Regions from separate parts of the Mus musculus genome. Here region 1 is linked to region 2. A link is a contact called in public Hi-C data. All regions are on one chromosome and are shown on one strand. Each heading gives the region's core, a stretch centred on a gene start, on an enhancer-like site or on the middle of the called end of the contact. The rest is flanking DNA. Distances are from core to core; before and after follow the strand shown.

Region 1 (6,474 bases), core at 1,344-3,843, 87 kb after region 2:
GGTGACAGATGATGATGGGTGGACACATCCATCTCTCCACACACCCTCCTGCTCATACACCCCTTCTTATCTAGCAAAACCTTTCGATCTTCCCCCAATCTACTACCCTTCTTCCAAATCGATCAATAAGCCCTTCTAGTGTTAGGGTTAGACATCCATCCCTACCCAACGTTCCTAAGATTGTTTCAGGGGAAAGTAAGAAGTATCATGGCTGGCTCTGGACTTTCAGACCCTTACAGTCCACGCAATCGCCTCTTCCTCACCTTTGCCCAGGGCCTGATCTCCATGGGGTAGACACTGTATTCGCCACTACCCAAAGTCTTGCATCCCCAACACTCCTTGCTAAGCCTCTATTTGCCGGAGATGTTAGATGCTCCTCCAGGTAAGAAGACTCCTGAGTTGTTCTTTCCTGCCAGTGTAGGCTGCTGGTCTACTGAGGTTAAGGTGTGCTGGCCCTGGGATCCCACCTTCTCATGAACAGGCACTTGCTGTGCTCATTGAATCTGAAACACAGGATAAGCATTGGCTCCTGCTTTCTGTCAATAGAGTGTAATTAAGATGGACCTCAACTCTTCATAGATGGGCCAGAACTCCCTTGGCCAACTATTCATGGGTCACTCCTTCCTGGTGATTCCTCAGAGATGTCCCTAAGTCACCACAATCTTAACAGGTCCAATGTTTGTGTGTTATCTTTATCCTCAGGCTAATGCTGCCTTCTGGTCCATCCCCTTAGGGACAGAATGCTAAGGTGACCAAGTAGGGATTCAGTCAGAGGCCTGGGATTCTAAGCCAGTCTTAGCAGGCATAGCCATTCCCCGGCATGCTATACAGAGGACAGTGACTACAAAACAGAAGCCCTACTCAGAGCTTGGCCCCTGATAGGGACAGACTACAAGCCGGAGCTATGCAAAACCCTACTATCTGCATGTGACAGGTCAAAATAGGCATTGTTCCTCTCACCACAAATCTTCAGAGATGTTAGAGAAAGGTCGTCTTGGTTTGGAGACGTGTCCAGCCTGTCAAAAAAGTCTAAAACTACCTACTTTGGCCTCTGCAGGTCCAATACCTGGAAAAAAACTAAAAGGGAAGATAGAAGATGGTGGGTGCCTAGGCCCATAGCTCAGCTGCCTCCCTGATATGACCCAACAAAAGAGGAAGCCAAGGGTCCTGTGTACTCAGTGCCTTTCAACCCACCTGCTAGCCCAGTGGACAGTAAAGTGCCCTGTAGGGAGCTGAAGAACTGCTCATTCCTCCTCAGTGACAAAATGTGGAAAAAGGGAGGGGATCCCAGGCTTCCTCCTCTGGAGGCCTGCAATTACTAGACCAGGTGATCCAAGCACACCTCTCTCGGACGCCCTCCCTCCCCTCCCCCTCCTCACTTGTTAAATGTCCCTCCCTCCACTGCTTTCAGGTTCAGGTAGCGTGCTCCCATATGTAGCTACTCTGGTCTAACCAAACTCCCTATGGTTGCCTTTTTGGTACTAATGCTAGAGTATTTATCTCATTGCATCCTCTGGTTGCTACTACTGTTGCTAGGGAATTAGGAGTGGCCTCTTTTGGATTGTAGTCTGGATAGTTTTGTTAATAAAAGAACTTAGAAATAGACTTGGAAGGAAGCTCTAGGACAATATTATTAGCGGTTGGGAGAAAAACAGAACAGGCAAGCTGTAAATCTCAACAGCTGCCAGGGAAATGGAGACAGAGAAGAGGAAGAGAGGCATGCCATTTGAGTTAGGCCAGCAATCTGTGCAATGGAAGTCAACAGGCAGGGGCCTGGCAGAAGCCAGATGTGTGTGTGTCAGAGAGAGGGCAGCAGTGGGAGCTTCAGAGGGCAGGTGGGAAAGGCCAGAGTGTCTGGGAGAGCATGCTTAGACTTCGGGCAAGCATCCAAAAGAAAAAGAAATGGGGGAAAGGAAAGGGAAAAGTTACAAAAAAGAAAAAGTTAGGGCTCCTCTGTACTGCTGCCTGATGGAAGTTGCTTTGCAGCAGGGAGTTTTAGAGGTATGGCTTATATATATATATAATATACATCACTATATATCCTCATAAATATGTATCTTCACATATATCCACATACATACATACATACATACATACATACATACATGTGTGTGTGTGTGTGTGTGTGTGTGTGTGTGTGTGTGTGTGTGTATGATCCTGATCAAGGTTTGTCTCTGCCCGTCATTGATCCAGCTTTTGGGTGATGCCCTCTTGGGAGACAAGTTCCTCTTCTGGCTAATATCAAAGCCTTTCTCCTCTCCCCCATGCCCAGTGTGGAATTGCAGTACAAATGTTTTCCTTTGGAGTCCATTGTTTTTCAGTAGGGTAGCACAAGTGTCTCTCTTTAAAAAGATCTTCTCTCCTGCCAAGGGCTACAATCCGTTCCTGGAATGGACCACCTCTGCCTTTGCCTGTGATCCTTCTGTACTGAATATGTGGGTCCTTCTCTCCTGATCATGTATTGGTCTTTTAGCCAGAAATGTACATGGACCTGTTTGTTGATACTTGTCGTTTCAGCTAGCCAAGGAGGCAGCTCCTTGCAGGAAGGGATCCTGTGTGATTCAGCTTGTAAACAACTAGCTTGTAAAATAGAACTTGGCACCTACTCTTAACGCCCTCGGAAAAAACAGGAGGAAGGACTAGCTGAGTGGAAGGGAGTGTGCTTCTACACTGTAAATCAATATATCAATGTAGGTCATTCTGGTGTCACTGGCATCCTAACACAGTACCAGGTGGTGGCTTCTGTGAAATGGAGGAGATGCTCTCTCCAAAATAAAAGACCACCACCACCATCAAGAAAAGGGGAAACTATAGGCACTCTATTCAAAGACCAGGGTACAAAGTGCTAACAGAAGAGGCTGAACACAAAAACACTATAGAAGTCCACTGTGTAGGAGCTTGAAATACAAGCAAGACAATTAGGAAAGACGTTTCCAGTTTCCTTTGTATCTCCAAGCTAAAGAGAGTGCAGGATAAGATGGATTTAAACATAAGGAGGCACCATAGCTACATTTCATGTAAATAACTGCCTGTTCTTCATTGTGGTTTGTCTCTAGTGCCATGTTAACCAGGTTCTAACATTTTAAACATGATCTCAAAGAAGAGAGAGGATGGAGGAGCCACTGGCTAAGCTCCTTCAAGCACCTTGTAGAAATTGTCCCAGTGAGCTCTGTAGAGCTGTAGTATCCTTTTGTGTCTTTGCAGCATGATTATCTAGACCAAGATTTCTTTAACTGCTTCACGTGTGTGTGTGTGTGTGTGTGTGTGTGTGTGTGTGTGTGTGCGTGTGTGTGCATGCATACCATTTTATAGTTTGTTACTCATTATTGTTTTTGTAAAATAATGAAATGGGAAAGAATAAAGGTATGCTAGTTCTGTGGTTAGAGGTATGGTTCTGTTCCTGGTACTCGTGTGGAAACTCACACCTGCCTATAAGCACAGGTCCAGTGAAGGTCAGACACCCTCTTTTGATTTCTGAGGAATCATGGAAGCTCATGGTGCACAGACATACATGCAGGCAAAGTATTCATGCACATAAAATAATAATAATAGTAATAATAATAATACCAATGGGTTGGCGAGATGGTTCAGTGGGTAAGAGGACTGCTTTTCCAAAGGTCCTGAGTTCAAATCCCAGCAATCACATGGTGGCTCACAACCACCTGTAATGGGATATGATGCCCTTTTCTGGTGTGTCTGAAGACAGCTACAGTGTACTTACTTATAATAATTAATAAATCTTTGGGCCAGAGTGAGCAAGGCTGACTAGAGCTAGCAGAGGTCCTAAATTCAATTCCCAAGAACCACGTAAAGGCTCACAACTACAGTGTACTCTTATACATAATAAATAAATAAATCTTTTTTAAAAAATCTTTAAAAAATAAAAATTTTAAATAATTTTAATTTTTTTCTAGTTTTCTATCTTTCTTTTATATATTTTTTAATTAGGTATTTTTCTCATTTACATTTCCAATGCTATCCCAAAAGTCCCCCATACCCTCCCCCCTCCCCACTGCCCTACCCACCCACTCCCACTTTTTGGCCCTGGCGTTCCCCTGTACTGGGGCATATAAAGTTTGCGTGTCCAATGGGCCTCTCTTTCCAGTGATAGCTGACTAGGCCATCTTTTGATACATATGCAGCTAGAGTCAAGAGCTCCGGGGTACTGGTTAGTTCATAATTTTGTTCCACCTATAGGGTTGCAGATCCCTTTAGCTCCTTGGGTACTTTCTTTAGCTCCTCCATTGGGGGCCGTGTGACCCATCCAATAGCTGACTGTGAGCATCCACTTCTGTGTTTGCTAGGCCCCAGCATAGTCTCACAAGAGAGAGCTATATCAGGGTCCTTTCAGCAAAATCTTGCTGGTGTATGCAATGGTATCAGCGTTTGGAAGCTGATTATGGGATGGATCGCCGGGTATGGCAGTCTCTAGATGGTAAATACATAAAATACATATCAATTATAAAAACAAATTTATTAATAGAACCAAAATAGTCAAACTTATTATTAAGGTGTCAACCTGGTTACCTTCAGGTTCTGTCCTTACATTATTGTAGGGTCCAAAACAGTGTTTAAACTGTCTTCTGTCCACTGCCACACCTCGACTGGGCACTAAGTTAGACTCTACTTTGATATTTTCAAATAAAAAGCCAGAATAAGACGGGTCACATACAAGCCATCCAGTGAAGACAACCTTAGGGACATAAACTACTTAAAAACTAGACACTCCAAAGCACATTTACAATTGCAGTAGGAAAGCCGAGTGGGAGAAAGCTCTCTTTCTGAGGGTCTCTGTCAGTTTACTCCCACCTGATATAGAGTGAATGCCTTCTTAGCCTAGAATTCTTTCCCATGCAGACATCTTCTGTGGATTGGTTGTGAGCCGCGTAATGGCCATAGGTGCTGACATGAAGCCAGTGAAATTACTAGGCAGTGTGACGACGGGCTCTCAGAGGGCTCACTGATGTGCCCACTCCGTCATTTCGGCTGAGACGGAGCTGTTATTAGGCCGAGTTTCCAGCCTCTCATTTTGGCTGCGGATGATTACAGCTGCCAAGGCAGCACATGCTACAGTAGTTTCCAGTAACTGGTTCAGGGTTAACGTCCCCTATTTAAAAGACTTAATTATGGTCAGAGCGGGGAACCAGTTGTGGCCATTAAACTTTGATCTGTTATCTAGAGTGACCTACAAAAATGTGGACTCCTAGTGGCCTATTTTCTCAACAAGAAAAGCAAGCAACTTTTAAAATACAGGGTCTCTGCCATGGACTCTCAGGGTTTCAAAGCACTTTCCTTTAGAGATCTGATGGGGAGCAGGGGTCGGGGGGAGAGGCTTTATCTGTAACCCCAGATGAAGCTTTTTAAGGCTTTTGCCTGGGTTTCTCATTCACAGCCTGCAGCAGCTAGTCATGTGAGTCTAGCAACCCAGACCCCAACCCAACTGTACTCTCAGCTTGATGTGTTGGCAGGGGCCACATTCTCTAGTTTACTTTTAGTTTTCATGCAAAATGCCCCTTAGAATGTCTAATTAGGGTCTGGAAAGGTGTCTCAGTGGTTAAGACCATTTACTGCTCTTCCAGAGGACCCAAGTTCAGTTTCCAGTGCCCAAGTCGAGCAGTTCACAGCTGTTTGTAACTATAGCTCTAGGGGGATCAGATACATCCTGCTTCCTTGGACACTTATGTGTGTGCGCACACACATACAGACACATGCACAAATATAAAAATAACAAAGAACTCTAAATATCTATTGACATACTAAGCTACTATCAAATGTTTATATTTGATGGTAGTCATTAGACCATTTTTATGTCCCATGTGTAATTTTAACAGAAACATAAATTCCTTTTGTTTGGCATCTATTGGAAGATGACTGTATGCCATGCCTGAGCATGGAGGTCAGAGGAAAACCAGTGCGAGTTGGTTCTCTCCTGCCGTGCGGCACCAGGGTTCTGGGCAGGAAACTCAGGTCATCAGGCTGGATAATAAGGGCCGTTACCCACTGACCCATTCCGCTCAGGGAGGGGCGGGTTTTTTGTTTGTTTGGTTGGTTGGCTGGCTGGTTTTGTTTTTTGGATGAAGTTCAGGTTGTACCTGTTGTTCTAAGTGTACTGTTCCTTCAGGTCTGTTGTGCTTAGCTGCTCGTGGCTGGACATTAACTTCTCTGTACATACACAGCTTCTTTACCTCAGTCTCACCCGTGATGGTGACAGTAAGCTTTGCTTGAAGAGTACGGATTGATGCTAACTACACTAAAATCTCGTGAGCCCGCTTTCTTACGAGACATTCCAGAAAGAGAGGGAAGGAAGAACAGAGGAGAAAAGAAAGGCCGTACCAACAAAGCTTGCTTCAAAAGATAAGAAAGGTCATGTGTGACCAAGCTTTTAGGAGGAAATGACCAGAATGAGAGCCTACTGGGGGTAGACAGTGACCTGTGCTACTTCAGGAAGCTAACAGCAAAGCCTTTGCTTTTTTC
Region 2 (6,619 bases), core at 2,978-5,477:
ACGTCATTAATGATTCATATGATGAATAAGTAACTCATTGTATCAGACTAGACATCGCCGATACGGCCATCCGGTAGGATTCTTGGCAGACTGCTGGAGCACAGGAACCAGAATGCAGCATGCTACTTTAAAAAGTCATGGAATCACTTTCCTTCAATCTCTTGCAGTGCGAAATCTTCCAACTTTCTCTTGGCCTGACCTGACAGCACTGTTAATGAGGATTTCTTAAAATATATCAATATTAAAAGTATTATGCAGACTAAATGTAGTAACTATAAAAAAATCCAATGGAGTTACATCATTCAGAAAAAGTGTCCATTTTTTACTTTACCTACAGAGTGGGCATCTGTTTTTCTTTAACGTGTATTTGTAGGAACTTTGCATGCAGAAGCTGGGGTACAGCCTGCCCCGTTGTAGACCTTTCATGGATGCCTAGGGATGGGTGCAAGGAGGCTACTGAATGTTCTTCATGAGAACAAAATGTAAGTTTAAAATGGACACTTAAGTTTAACATTCCCCTTTCTGTTGAACTATAACTTTGCTTGGAGCACTTATCCTTCATGTTGTCCATGTCTATCCTTTGCAGCATCTGTCTTATACTTATCATTGGACTTGGGGAGGAGTTGTTCACTAGAAATATTGCTTACGTGCTTGGGACTTTATGGTGTGGCTTAGTGGTAGACCACATGGCTGGCATGTACAAGGCCCTGGGTTCGAATCCCAGTAACACCAAAAACAAAACACTTGTCTTCTCATGAGGGGGATATCCTTGGGGGAAGGAATGCTAACACCTCCCCCTCTCCCTGGCTTTGAGAATCAGCAATTCTGGTGATAGATTTTGGGGGAAGTCAGGATGGAGGAAAGGGCAGGAAATTTATAGTTTCGTGGTCAAGTAAGTGAAGTGTATGTTAAAGTCAATCCCCTTTTCTACCCTCTCTACCATGCTGCTTTGAACTGCTTGTGCTAAACAAAGAGGTGTTATATAGGTACAGCAGCTCACAGTTCCTCGGTCCAGGCACTTCTCCCCCGCAGCTCCTCCTTTTTAACCCATTTCTATGCTGCTCTGAGGAACTGGTTTGCTTGTTACAAGTCAAGGTCAGGCTCCAAACAGACCCAGAAATGTGCTCCGGAAAGAAATTGAGCTGAATCAAAGCAAGGTCACTGTAGGGAATGGATATTTGGCTGGCAGTGCTCTACCCAGCAGCTAGCTCCATTTACTCTCTACTGGACAACCAATGATGGAGGGTTACCTTTTTGCCTAAGACTGACTTCATGCAACACATGTAAAATGTGGGGGGCATCTGGAAACATTTAGCTAAACCACTAGCTTCCGCAGCTGTGAAGGGTGGCATTCAGCCATCTCAGAGTCTATGAGAGTGTCCTCTTGCAACTGAAGTTCCTCCAAATCTGATGCCATTTTACAGAGCCCAAATGATTTCTTCTTCAGCTCATAGGTAGAGATGGCGTAAAATTACTTGGCCTGAGTTGTTATGGATCCCGTGTTGTAAGTGACCTGATTTTACAATCATAAATTCCTTCTTTATACTAAACACTGAGTTAAATATGAGAAAGATCCCAAGACAAGAATGATGTTTTCCATCCATGGCGAAGTTAGAGAGTGAATCTGGAAAGGGAGCACTTGCATGACCTGTCCAGGAAGCAGTGTGTGATAAAGGAAATTAGAAGTCAATCAGAAGAGGAGGCTAAATTAAACTTTAACATCAGTGGTGTAAGACAGGGACCTGACCACTCCTCATGCCTGAGTTGCTTACTCATGAATGTACTTATATCCTTGGAAATGAAGCAGCGTTCTGTTGGTCTGGCCTGGAGCTATCGACTAAATCAGAATTGCTTTATTCTCATTCCTGACACTAAGGTCCTTCTCTGTCTTATCTCTCAAGTCAGAAAGAGCCATTTATGGCTCTCCTTGTATTAGTAAACTGAATTTTCTTCTTTTCACTTCTTTTGTCTTAATGCACTACGAAGCTACGTTCTGAGTGAAACTTAGTGTGCTACTTATTTGTTTTACCCAGATACAAGGCTTAGAAAGCCTGAGAGAGTGTCATGGGCAGTTCTGCATGGAGTGGTGGCGAACCATAAGGAGATTTCCTTTTTTTTGACACCGGTAACCAATGTGACCTTGCATAGACCTGCTTAGGGCCTTGATGAGTAGCCACGCTAATAGGCATGGAGAAGTTATCACCCTCATGTCAAAAGAACCAGATGCATCCACTGGAACCAGAGTGGCTCTCCACAGCTGGAGAGTCGGATAACAAACAAATCCAGGCCTCCACCAATTAGCTGTTATATTTGAAAAAAACGTTGTGGAAGCCATTGGCCAGATTCAGATACTTTAGAAAGCAATAAAACAAGATCACTAGACGTTGCTTTTGGGAATCAAGTCCCATGGTTTTGGCTCCTCTGCTATGCCCCTTTCTCTTATCATTCCTGAACCTAGCCACGCCCCCACGCCCCATCCCCACCCTCCCCTCTACCCCCCACGTCCAGTGTCCACAGGGCGGGCATGAGCTTTTAGTAATCTGTGACTTATTCCTATCACCATCACGAGTTTCCTGGGCAATGCGTGATACGGAAAACTCTATGCTGTAGGAAAGTTAAGTGGTTGATAAGGCCTTTGTAGAGTTAAAACTAGACAGCCCAGCTGTCATTGTGGTCGAAGTTCAAAAAACACAGGATTGCAATTGATCTCAAGCCCCGAATTAAGTCAACTATATTCTTTTAATATTCTTTGTTTCTTCAAAATTCGGGATCTGTTTTCATCCAGTGTTGTAACTTCATACGTATGCCTTTGATTTAGGAGGCATAGTCATTCAGAGGGGAGTGGAGTTTAGTCATCATATCCCAAGTTCTCAGGGATGGAATATCAGAGCTACCACTTCTTAGCCAAACCTTCACCACATCGTGTTTCATCGAGTTTCATCGAGTTTCCCCCTTTCTCCCTAATCCCCGGGGTTCATTTCTAATCCCTTTTTCTGGGTATTTTTCACTGGAGATCTCCCAGAACCTTCTGGGATCATGTCTTCTTCCAACCGCCTCACTCCCCCACTTCCCTGTTGGAGGAAGTGAAGATATTTTGCATAGCCTCATTATTCAAGGCAAATGGGAGCCTTCATTCTCCATGCCCTCAGGACCAGCATTTGCACCAGATCTTACTAGATTTACCTCCTCCTCCTCCTCCTCCTCCTCCTCCTCCTCCTCCTCCTCCTCCTCCTCTTCTTCCTCCTCCTCCTCCAGTTCCCATTTCCACTGCCTTCATAAAAGATAAAATGAGCATTTAACCATTTACTGCAAGCTACATGCTGTTTGTGTTATCTGATCTGAGCCTTTTGGACTTGCACAATTACACCCATTATTGAATGATTACAGGGTAGAGGAAATTTTTGTAAACAGTATAAAATCAAAAGAAGAGTGACTGTGTGTGAGTGTGTGAATGTGTGTATGTGTGTATGACTGTGTGTGTGTAAGTGTATGTGATTGTAGACATGAAGAGTGTGTGTGTGAGTGTGTGTGTGCCTGAGAGTGTGAGTGAATGTGTATATATGTGTGTGTGTGTATATATGTGAGAAAGAGAGAGAGGAAGAGAGAACGTGTGTGTGTGTGTGTGTGTGTGTGTTGTGTACTAGGGATAGAATTCAGGAATAATATACTCTAAACAAGTGCTCTACCACTAACAAACACCCCCAGCGTCCTTCATCTTCAGTTTGAATGGGAAATAAATACCAAGTCCAACTCCAAGTGCAGCATCCTTGTCTCTGCTCTGAAGTGGCACATCATAGGCAGACCACAATGCTACACACATCCATGGTAGACACGGTTTCCACTTCTCTCTGGTGTCTGGAACTCACACATCCCTCGGCCCTTCTGTCTTCCACCCCTGCTATATCCTAAGTGCAGTGCAGAAGATTCAAATCTGGTCTGAAATTCACAACAAGCTCTTGTTACTTGTCCAACATGTTCTTTTATTTTTGAGACAGGGTTGTACTGTATCGTCCAGACCAGCTTGGAGTCATGCTTTCTTATCATAATCTCCTCCTTTGCACCACTGGTGCTTCCTCCGTGTGTGGGGAGGCTGGGGGTGGGGAGTTGTACTATTGTGCCAGGAACACAGGCCGGTCTGGATACAGCTGGACCTGAATCTGCCTCTCTAACTCATAGGGACGCCTCAGACCGATGATTGGCCACCCACATTCCCAAGAGCCTGATAATGAACTTGCCTTTCCAAGCTGCAGCAGGGGAGAGGGAGCACGTGCTGGGGCCTGCTGTGGGGAGGACGTGGCCTTGGCAAGCTTCAGTAGGAGCAGTAGACCAGCAGCAGGATTAGACTTTATCCTGCCTTTCAGACTTGGTCAGTTTCCTTCAAGTTTTAGTTGCTCTGGCCTGATTTTATCTCTAAGGTGCTAGATCACTTCACCTCTGAAGGATTCACTTAGCAATTTTAATCATGTGTTGTCATCGCCTGTCCCTTAAGAGCCTATAAATCTTTCTTGAAATGCCTCTGAGTGGCCCTTCCCTTCCTGTCCTAATGGGCTCAGACCACTGGATGACAGAGTGAGGCCCTTGGCAGAGCACACAGCCCAGGGTCTTCTATGTAACTGTTCCTAACACATAAAATGTATTTTTAAATACCAGCTGGCCCAAGACCATCAGAGGTAAAATAGCTGTAAAACTTGGATGTAAAGTTGCTGATTATGAATGGCTTTCATACCAACATTCGTCTGAATTTTAGGGCTTCTGTAAAACAATTTTTTTTAAAAATTGGGGGTATATCTTTTTTATTAATGTTCATTTGTATTCATAAGAAAATGATAATCTAGTTTTCAGTGCAGGGACTTTCTAAAATGATGCCCATCCACAGTGTGATTAGCCCAGATTTCTCGTTCTTCATCCTTCATACAGCAGAGCAAATATAAGGCTCCAGCAACTGCATCCAGTGTTTCTGAGCCAGCAATCTTTTAGGGTCCCGGTAACCATCAAATATGGCTCTGTTTGGAGCCGTGTGTTCTCAGAGCCACTCTTAATTAGATAACATGCTGCCTTTTCACCATTTGTATCTTCTAGGACTCAATTTTTGCTTCAAGTGAACTTCCATGGCTCTATTTTTGCCTCTCATCTAGAAAGGTTTTCTTCCCTCCCTTGCTAACAGAACCCTTTTGAAGAGCCTGGTGGAGAACCTGGTCTGAAAACATGCACCCCTGCAAAGGTGTACTTGTCTTTGTTAAACAAAAACAGTAGTGTTGTTCATGATAGGGTCCCTGGCTTTGCTTAGGACCCTCACATCCATAGTCAATGTTTAAAATTCCAACCTTTATAATTCTAACACGGTTCTCTCTTAATCAATGTGGGGATTTGCAATAAAAATCTAGGGCACATGCCGTCATGTTAGTTCCTTTCTGAAGCCTACGGATTTTTCCAAAGTCTATTTCTAAACAAAATACTTTTTATTAACTTAAAAATATTTTGTCTGTATAGGAAAGGTTATTTGTTGAAATATTTGCCTGAGGAGAATAGAAGCCCTCTTGATCTGCCAGGCTTAACATTGCTAAAATGAACTGTGCTGCAAGATCCTTCAAGGAGCCCCTCCCTGGGGAACAGCTTCCTTGCTTATTGGGGTCACAGAGGAAAGGGAAACCCTTTCCCCCATCTGTAGAAAGGACACCCTCCTCGTGATATGTGAATTCCTTGAGTAGAGACCTCAGCGGACTGGGTGCTTTTTGTAGAGCAAGTCTTAGAGTATAGATGAATAAACTTCAGGGTGGAATGGTTCAGCCGGAAGAGGTGCTGCAGACCGAGAAGGCCCGAGTTCAATTCCCAGGTCCCGCCAGGTGGCAGGAGAGAACCAACTCCCAAGAGTTGTCTTTGACTCCTAAATGTGAGCTGTAGCACGTGTATGCCTGCACCCACACATAAGTACATGAGTGAATAAACAGATAATAAATTTTGAAAAATGCAAACATTTGGAAAACAGTTGCATAGTCATCTTGAAGATTTGCAGGGAAACTGGGAGGCAGTCACTGAAACCCTGTGCTTGCATACCACCTAGGAGGTGCAGCTGATCTGCCGCGTGAGCCACGGTTATTTTCCAAAAAGTCACTTGCAAACCATTTTGGAGTATAGTAAAGCTATGTGTAGCATGTCCTTGAACAAATTAGGACTCTTTAATCATGGCATACCTGAAATATTGCAGGTCCATGAAAGAGGGTGGATTGTACCATTATTATTACTTTCTCATTGTTCCATGGGCGATTGAGATGCTGGCATTTGCAGGCTTTTAAAGTGTGACATTAATATGGCATAATGTGTCATAAGCATGTAGTATTAGGTTCTAGATATTCCCATTGGGGCCGAGAGATATACTTATTAGCTATGACATACAGTGATGTAGAAATGAGTAAACCTATGTAAAAATGACTCAGGAGATAAGTCCTAGGGCTAAGAGAAGCCCTTTCTTCTTATATAGCACTTTAACACTCTGCAAATGTTGATGTGTTATTCTAGTTTTACTTCTGAAACTCTTTTGAGATCCAGGTGCAAACATGTTTATTTACATAGGGGGAAAAAGCTGAGGTGGGATGCCTTGAAATAAATGGTAAGATAAAGC

Evidence for each region. Hi-C and Micro-C count contacts between places; a contact is called where the count stands out from the background.
Region 1: a contact with region 2 is called in a Hi-C map of uterus. The contact joins two enhancer-like sites. A contact is called at or near these places in 3 of 484 Hi-C or Micro-C datasets (Sertoli cells, nephron progenitors and uterus), 1 of 115 datasets of contacts at active chromatin or transcription factors (neural progenitor cells) and 2 of 9 other capture datasets (adipose tissue and liver).

Annotation. Positions count from the first base shown.
Region 1 is chr10:3,895,653-3,902,126 of GRCm38.p6, forward strand. The region is part of intron 3 of Plekhg1 (pleckstrin homology domain containing, family G (with RhoGef domain) member 1); the gene reads left to right. Among named protein-coding and RNA genes, the nearest start is that of Mthfd1l, 74 kb to the right of the region's middle. Within about 2 kb of position 2,594, at least 12 of the 459 cell types and tissues checked have an H3K27ac peak or open chromatin away from gene starts, as enhancers often do. A contact at or near this core is called in uterus, where this site is marked.
Region 2 is chr10:3,806,839-3,813,457 of GRCm38.p6, forward strand. The region is part of intron 2 of Plekhg1 (pleckstrin homology domain containing, family G (with RhoGef domain) member 1); the gene reads left to right. Among named protein-coding and RNA genes, the nearest start is that of Gm30164, 51 kb to the left of the region's middle. Within about 2 kb of position 4,228, at least 19 of the 459 cell types and tissues checked have an H3K27ac peak or open chromatin away from gene starts, as enhancers often do. A contact at or near this core is called in uterus, where this site is marked.